3 separate regions of the Drosophila melanogaster genome follow, and all the other regions are linked to region 1. The links are chromatin contacts, called in public Hi-C and targeted proximity ligation maps. All regions are on one chromosome and are shown on one strand. The core of a region is the stretch at or near the end of the contact, and the rest is flanking DNA. Distances in the headings are between cores, read along the strand shown. Region 1 holds the start of bip1 (bip1,). Region 2 holds the start of nmo (nemo). Region 3 holds the start of Srp9 (Signal recognition particle 9).

Evidence for each region. Hi-C and Micro-C count contacts between places; a contact is called where the count stands out from the background.
Region 2: a contact with region 1 is called in a Hi-C map of the Kc167 cell line, with 2.6 times the contacts expected there. A contact is called at or near these places in 31 of 107 Hi-C or Micro-C datasets (the Clone 8 cell line, the D17-c3 cell line, the Kc167 cell line and 14 more) and 5 of 7 datasets of targeted methods (the Kc167 cell line and the S2 cell line).
Region 3: a contact with region 1 is called in a targeted proximity ligation map of the Kc167 cell line, with 2.9 times the contacts expected there. A contact is called at or near these places in 1 of 107 Hi-C or Micro-C datasets (wing imaginal disc) and 1 of 7 datasets of targeted methods (the Kc167 cell line).

What each region holds. Positions count from the first base shown.
Region 1 is chr3L:8,057,425-8,060,259 of dm6, reverse strand. bip1 (bip1,) reads left to right here and starts at 1,547. Exons shown (of 4, transcript NM_139912.5): 1 at 1,547-1,799; 2 at 2,214-2,380. The coding sequence starts at 2,214. It overlaps tRNA:Leu-CAG-1-2 (transfer RNA:Leucine-CAG 1-2), which reads left to right; the gene lies at 1-46. It also overlaps asRNA:CR45868.
Region 2 is chr3L:7,977,544-7,980,352 of dm6, reverse strand. nmo (nemo) reads right to left here and starts at 1,307. Exons shown (of 9, transcript NM_001274626.1): 1 at 1,180-1,307; 2 at 673-843. CG8209 reads right to left here. Exons shown (of 3, transcript NM_139910.4): 3 at 2,504-2,809. The coding sequence ends at 2,684. Pop4 (POP4 ribonuclease P/MRP subunit) reads left to right here and starts at 1,703. Exons shown (of 1, transcript NM_139911.3): 1 at 1,703-2,548. The coding sequence starts at 1,748. The coding sequence ends at 2,368.
Region 3 is chr3L:7,935,013-7,937,712 of dm6, reverse strand. Srp9 (Signal recognition particle 9) reads right to left here and starts at 1,340. Exons shown (of 2, transcript NM_139906.3): 1 at 1,098-1,340; 2 at 455-1,032. The coding sequence starts at 1,238. The coding sequence ends at 940. It overlaps syd (sunday driver), which reads left to right and starts at 1,593. Exons shown (of 14, transcript NM_001300046.1): 1 at 1,593-2,335. The coding sequence starts at 2,234.

The DNA of each region.
Region 1 (2,835 bases), core at 298-2,797:
GTCGCAGTCTACTCTGTAGGCGTGGGTTCGAATCCCACTTCTGACAAAGATTTTTTGTCCAATTTCATTCAGCAAAACGATTAATTTTTCCAACTAAAACTTTTTTTGCCCCTCACAATGATCACCATTTGTTTGGAGCATACATTAGATTGCTTTAACGAGCCAGCTTCCCTCTCAGGGGCGCCAGAAAAATTACAAGTAAATCAATTTGTAACCGCCTAATTGTCAATATTCCAATCACATAATCGGCTGCCAGTTAACGATTGCCCCCGGCTGTCGGGCAGACCGACAGATACAGCGAGACCACACAGGCGATGATCAAGCCTGGCCCCCTTGGGAATTATCGCCGTCTGGCATCGCCTGCAAACACTTCTACTTCTACATTCATCGCCAGCTCGAGTCATTCGGCTCAATCAGACAGAAATTAAAATGCTGACTGAGCGCGTTTTCGAATGCGGCCCACTCAGTAGTTTGTGTTTTCACAATTGTTCTTGGGAAAAAACAGTGCAGGTCCATCCGTAATTATGCTGCTGTTTGTCGGTCGTAAAACGCAATCAACTGGCCACGACAATTGACAATTTGGCTAGTGTAAAACTAGCCATTAAAGTTTTATTTGCTTTAGCACTTGAGAAATTGAGGCTGGCCTGGCCATAACAGGCGAATGGGTCAATTGGCATGTGACAGCAAGAAGCTGCAAGCTGCAGGCTGCAATTTCCACAGACAATGCAAATTGACGTCTTGGAAATATGAGTGATGTGACAAGTGGATGCTTATCTGCGGCTCGACGCCCCTGTTTTTTTTCGAGGGGCTTGCCTCCTTCGTCTGATGAGCGCCCATTGAAATTTATGACTTCGTCGAACCGCCAATTGATTGGCTTTTAAATATCCAAATGAAGGCTGCCAATCGCGAATTGTGCGGCCGTAATTAATGTACAAAAATCATTTGAACGCACGCCCCAAAGCAACACCTGCAGCTGTTGGTATCTTTATTTATGGAAAGCTTTTAACACTTTTAATTAATTATGGGATGGAAAAGTTGGCGGCTTAGCTATGTTGCAAATTTATGACACTACAAATTGATAATTGATAAGCAAAAATGCTATCTAAATGCTAATTTCTCGAAAAGCATATAAAACTAGAGTTAAGTGGTATTTAAGTATTGCAATGTACAATTAATATATTATATACAATCAACTACAAGGTGCGTAATTGAAAGGTGCGCAGACATCATATTATTAAGTAGTAGTTGAAGTATTATTTTCTTCGATTTGATACATATTCATTGCGCAGTACTTTATTCTTTAAAACACTATTATTTTAAATATGACTCATTAAAATAATAAATCATAAAAGAAATACCTATTTTTTAATGTCCTTCAATGGTAGTTTTTACTGTGCGCGATTGAAATCTCAGCCTGATTCCGAATTTGTCAGAGCTTTCCGGCGAAGATCTCGCACGCATGGGCACAAAGCTCGACAAAGCTGGAGAGACGCTCTCCAAACCGAGCTTCGCGCGGTGCCTTCGCGTGACGCAGGCGGAGCTTTCGACAGTCTGCTCCCACGAGTGACGTAGCGCAGTATAGAATGCAGAACGTAACAGAATCGTAATCGGAGCCGCATAGCATACCGCTAATTAGAAGATAGATGCCCTTTTCATTTAATCGTATCTAGCTGCGATCGCTTAAACCGGCGCCAATTGTATTCAAAGTTCCGTAACCGAAAGCTTTCACCTAGAGTTCTTGCCGTGGGGTTATTAAACTCAGAACTGCCGGTCAGAGAAAAGGAGACTTTGTGTGACAGGTGAGTTCATTATGTACATATGTATCTGTTTTCCTAAGATAAGCATAGGTAAATAATGGCGATGTGGGGTACATATGTTTATATTTAATTTCAAAGTATTTTGTAAAAGGTAAGACCACGCGGCTTTGAAAGGCAAGCACAAGTTATCCAAAAAAGCTTTTCCGTGGATGTGCATCTTATTGGTGCTTTTCTACGTGCAGCAAAGCAAGCTTTTATTCGCCAGAGCGAAAGTTCTTGGGGTCACTCTAGGTTTTCTTTTATTCCAAGAAAGAAAATAAGAAAATAAATAAGATATATGTATGTACTTATTTTAATGGTTTTCTAAACTAGAGCTTATTAATAAAATGATAAAAGAAGCAATAACCTTAAATTAAAATGAGTGATTTTATCCAATTTTAAAATAATATTTGATAGATGACGAATACGATAACCACTCTTCGGATTTGCCAGGCTGTGTCGCTAAATCCTAGCGCGAATGGGCCGGAACCAGTATTGCCACCTTCCTCCAGGATTTGTCTGATGGGTTGCCAGGATGTAAAGCCCAATGATCTGCGTCGTTTTCCAGTCCACGATACCGATCGGTGAGTATTATACACATACATACATACATATGTAGGTTCCTCCTGCCAAGAACCACATTAAACCTGTTTTTAGAGCCTACGGAGAGCTTTCCGATCGATTCGATCACCGAAGCTTGTTTTTGTTGCGAATCACAAGTGCTCATTCTATATTTTAAACACCATACCATTAAAGCCATAACAATCCAAAGCTTTGGACCCCGCTCGGTGCTCCTCTTCTTCGTCTGATACCGATACCGATACTCGCAGTCAAAGGTCATTGAACTTTCGCCCTCCCTCTCTTTCTCTGTCTCTGTCTCTCTGTTTTTTTCTCGGTTCGCATAAAAGTGCATCATTTTCATAGGAATATTTCAATGCCATGGCGGCTAAGAACTTGTGCAGTGCAGCAATCAGAAATGCAATAATGCCGATGTGGGCGGGGCAGTGGGTGGGCGGGGGATAGGTCCCAGATTCCGACT
Region 2 (2,809 bases), core at 58-2,557, 80 kb after region 1:
GAATAATTTAAACGTTGCTAACAGAATTTACAATCTTGATTTATTTTCACAGTACGCAAGAAAACTATTGAGAATTGATTTCCTATTCGACCACTAGTTACTAGTTACCACTAGGCTCAATATTTTGTATATTCTGTAAAAGCTAGATTTAATTTAATCCGGTTTTGGTATTATTCACTGTACTTTAATTGTCGTTACTTTTGTTTGCTTTTCGAATTTTTGGTGGCAAATGATGCTGCACAGGAATCAAAAAGAAAGAAGAGAGGAGAACAGTGAGAGAGAGCGCGCGAGAGGACATGAAAAGTGCCGTTAGCTGTCGCGACCGGGGCGCGTCCGTGTATTACAATTGTAAGTGTGTGCGCATGTGAGTGCGATTCTGAGTGATTTTCGGACTGCGCTGCCTGCGCAAAAAGCCGCTCAAAAGACACAAAAATCACTTAAAATCCGACTTTTCATGCAAATTTACAAATGTTGAAAACCAAACAATGGCGAGCACCCCCAAGTCGCCAGAAAATGAACGCAATCAAAAAACGCTCGCATGAAAATCGAAAAGTAACGGGACAAAAGAAATTCGCCCGGGGATATGTAATATTTCCCAGGGTTTCGCTTAGCTTTCCGGACTAATTAAACCTAACCTATGCAAACAAGACATTCCATTTCACTTTAAATTACCTTAAAAAATGCACAAATTATTGAGCAGCGGCGGTGGCAGTTTTTCGTTTATAATTTCTTTTCTATTTTTCTTTTTTTTTTGTGTTTAACTCTTCCGCCTTTGTGGGAGCGAGATGGAAGTAAAACGCGCCGGGGGTAATATTCGTGCGTGTGTGTGTGAGAGAGAGTGAACTAGCGGGCGAGACGGAAACAATTTTGTAATTTTGTTTAATTATTATTGTAAATAACGCGAGATGAATTTTTTGTTGTTTGGCGTGTTACTACTACTAACGCGACGGCTGCTCACACACACGCGCATACACAATCGCACGCACGTTTAAACTATGTACATGTATATGCAGAGCCAGACAAACAAACAAAATTTTGCCTGGGTCACGTTTCTTGGCTCTCTCACAGCTTTTTTTCTACGGTTGCCCTTTATTGCATTATCTTTGTTATCACACGGGCCGCGGGGCGTGGCTAAAAGGGGGGCGGGCGGATGTTGGTCGTCGGTTGGCGTTTGATTACCTCGCAGCTTCCCAACGAATGAGCCTAACTTGGATTTTCGATCACACGCGGCGACGTTTGTTTCAACGATAATTCCGAATTCGTGCGCTCGACGTTCCGCTCCGTTCGAAAGTTGAGAGAGACTTGAAACATATGTTCGGCGTTGCTAGAGGTGGTCGGCCACCGATAGAAACATCGATAGGTCCGATGTTTTCCACTCGTATATTAATTCAAGGTTTGGCTATCGATGTTTTTAGAGTGCCCGCACTATATCTATTTCCATCTCTATTTCGTTGGTATTTTTTGTATTTTATGACATTTCAAATGCAAAAGCAGGATGGCAACGCCAGATTGCCCCGAATGTACGTTATTTTTAAATTGCAGCGTTGAATATGAAAAATTGCAGGTACATACAGTTTCTAATAATTAATAGCAATAATTATTATTTAGCTTGTATTATACGAAGTGCACATGCAGCTATGCATCTGAAAAAATAATATTAATATATCGCCTTTTCTTCCATCGATAGAGTTCCGCGCCTATCGATATATTGTTGATCACCAAATAAATAAAACTAAATAACAACGCAATGGAACACGCGACAAGTGAATTGAGGGAATTTATCTCAGATCTGGTGATTCCGCACCAGCGTTGCAATGTTAACATCAATCCGGATCACATCACAATGCTGGAGGGCACCAAGATCAAGAAGCAGCACTCCCGAAAACGTCGCGCCCACAAATCCAGTACGCTGAGTCGCCGGGAATATGCGGCACTTGGTTTGAACACTCTTCCCACCAAGCAGATGAAGTACGAGGAGGCACTGCCACTGCACCACCTGTGGAAGGGCTATGTACGCGAGCATCTGGAGCTGAGGGAAGGTGACGAGGTGCCCCAGGTGCACGATGCTCGCTACGACGAGTTCAGCCGCAAGTTGGTGAAACTGGACTTGCACGGTGCCAAGATGAAGGTGCTGCAGTCCAAGTGCTCCACCCTGGAAAATTTGGCTGGCATCTGCGTCATGGACACCAAGAACGTGCTGAAACTGCTCGGCAAGGACCATCGGCTGCGCACAATACCCAAGAGCGAGTGCGTCTTTGGTATGAAAGTGGGCAACATGGAGTTCACCATATTCGGGCAGCACCTCAACATTCGACCCGCCGAGCGAAGCGTTAAGAAGATCAAGAACTTTGTGAAGCCCTTCATGTAGGAACTACAGGACCAATCATTAGCCATAGAAATTGAATCCTATTGTAATTTAAGGAAAAAAGTTTATTGGAAAGTTAGCATCGCTTTTCAATAGAAATTTAATAATTGCCCTCAAAGATCCTCTAAAACTTTACTTGTATTTGAGATTGTTGTGTTTAATATATATATAAAACCGTACATTAATTGTTTTTCTTGTTTTTTTTTTTTTTTTTTGGGGGGGGGGGGGTATATTTCGCGCCGCGTTTTTTTCGTATTTAGGTTCTAGTTTATGGGAGAGATTACCCGGATTCAAATATATCCAGTTTGTAGGAAAGATTTATGCGGGCGTCTTGGTCATGGTGATGACAGCGGATGGAACCAAGCCGAGCACTTCCAGCGGCTTCTCGTAGTCGTCCTCGGCGAACAGCTTGCGCGGAAAGGTGGTCATCAGAGAGAAGGGCGA
Region 3 (2,700 bases), core at 91-2,590, 120 kb after region 1:
AACCAATATTTGCTCTCGGATTATTAAGTGAGCCAGCATCCCATTCCGCTGTCCATTTCCAGTTCCCATCGGTGGTTCTTCGGTTCCTCCTCCTGCTTTCAGGTGGCTTGTTAACTGTTTGCTCGGGCTGTTTAATCGCTTTAATGGTTAGGCAATTAAGAGTTCTTCGGAAAACGTCTCCGAATGCCAACTACTCCCTCTTCTTGTGCTGGAAATATTAATAAATTCTTTTGATATGCTCCGAAAGAAATTACATCCATTTCAGGTAACATGAGTAATACTTAGAACGAATAAAATATTCTTTTATGTGAAAAATATGGCAGGTTTGGTTGCATTACCTATTGGAAACTTAATTTTGGAATAGATTGATTGATCTAGATATATATAAAATGGGGTTTTTAAACCAAATTAATGATAAAAACACCAAAAGATTGATTAGTCTCGTTGCATTTTTCAGTTCTCCCTTGATTTATTTCATGCTAATCGTTTCATGGAAATGTGTTGAAAGACCGATTGACTCTTACGATAAATACAAAACCGTATGGTTAACATTATGAAAAACATTTTGCACCGCCGCCGCTGCCTGCAGATGGGGATTTGGACCACCAGAAGAGAAGTAATGATGATGATGATTCCATCCGCAGTTCATTCGCAACGTGTACAGAGCAGACATTTATAAAATGTCGTTTAAAAGCAGGCTAAATGCAGCAGCTACTCTGATCGCCACATTCGAATGTCAAAAACTCGGCGGCTTTTTTGGTGCTTAAAAACTAAATTCAATGCGGGTGTTGATGGCACACACACAAGCACACACCTGCTCCGGCGAAGCAACAACAACATTCGTGGCCGATTCATATGCTCATGCATGTGCTATGATCTTTGTTGTTGTTCCTGGGCAGAAGTGTCGCCGTGGCCAAAAAGTTTCTGTTTTTCTGCGTTCTATTCCTTGGACGCCATGTGTCCCACCAAGTTGCTGGTGATCTTCTCGATTTTTCTGAGATCCGGCATGTTCTCCGCTTTGTACTGCACACACTGTGGTTTAATGAAGTAAAAATTTAAAAATGTGTTTTGCACTGATAATGGAATTGGGTGCAAACCTTAACGTTGTCCGTCATTTTTAGCAGAATGTGGCCCTTGGAGTGCGCGTATTTCATGGTAAGTCGACAGTTCTGTGGATTGGCCAAGTACATGTTCTCGACGGCAATCTCGAAATCATCCCAGTTCTTTACAAAAACCATTTTTTATTTAAACAAATGGAAATCCAGGCGAAATTATTAAAAACAACAACAGCAACTGGACGGCGTGACGTTGAAGCTATCGAAAAAATACCAAACCAACAAGCCAAAACTATTCGATAACGAATAGCTCAACAGCTGAACACCCCATTGTGAATGTCTTAGTATTTTTCAAATATTTGCTGACGGTTTTTCAAACAAGGGCCTTTCTAAATTTAAACTTTACATAAATCGAAAATATTAGAAATAAATATAATTAATTTTAGTAAGTTACGGTGTAATAATTTGCTAAACATTACTTAAGTGCGACCGTAAAACACCTAGTTAAAAATACCACTTCGCCAATGCAAGGTGATCGGTATTTTCAGGGTAACACGTTCACACCCACCCACACATCGTAGCTGCGCTGCAAAGTGTTTCAATATTTATTGCAAAAATGGTGTGAAAAACCACTGATTCGCTTAAATTTAGTGCTCAATCGTAAGCAACGGATGGCCGCGAAGGCGTCGGCAGTGAAATTCGCGAGTAACATTGCTGAAAATACATCGAAAAGCAAACGCGAAAAACGATGAAATCTAGTCAATCAAATATTGTGAATGGATGTGAAAGAGAAGAAAGAGGGGCGCAAAACGAAAACGCAAATAATAAGTGACACGCAGAAGCCAGCTAAAGTGCAGTTTATTTAAATATACTAGAGATCTGTTCAAAATATAAATATAATCTCACAAATCATCAAAAAGTCAAGTGTCTGTGTGTGGTGTGTGCGTGTGTGTGGGAGTCTCTCTCTCTTTTTCTCCCTCTTTTCTTCCCCATCTACCGTGTTGTTATTCTGGTGGGGTTGAAAAGCCATTGCCTGCATAACGGTTAACGCGTGACGTACGACCCATCAACAGCAGTCAAGTGCAGCACCCTACCGCCCCTCGCCCTTCCTAAAGAGTAGAGAGCACACCTCCTTTATAAATAAAGAGATCCTCCGATCCACCCAAACACCATTCATCATGATGGACAACGATGATGCACTGCTCAACAATGGAGGACCACAGTCCGGAGCTGAAACTGTCTACGGTACCGAGGACAACAACATGGTCATGTCGGAGAAGGTAATAGTCCATCCACAAAAGCCCTCTTTCATCTTGTCCCACTGAGAAGTAACCAGATCACTCGGAATGGGAATAGTCTTAAGTTTCAATAGCAGTCCATTGATAGTTTATAGCCAGGAAAATTCACTGTGATACCATTGACTAATTTATACTATTCACTGAATCATACGGGCGTTTCTGATTCTCCCTTAAATTTGATAACGCACAATAAGTAGGTTTAATCTGTTCTGGTTCTCTGCTCCTTACCATCCACATTCAGACCCACTCGTATCGTACAAGTAACACAAACACGAGATAATGAGGCTATAAAAGTGTTCCAAGCGGAAATACAATCGCAGAAATATGCTTTCTTTGCACATCATTCT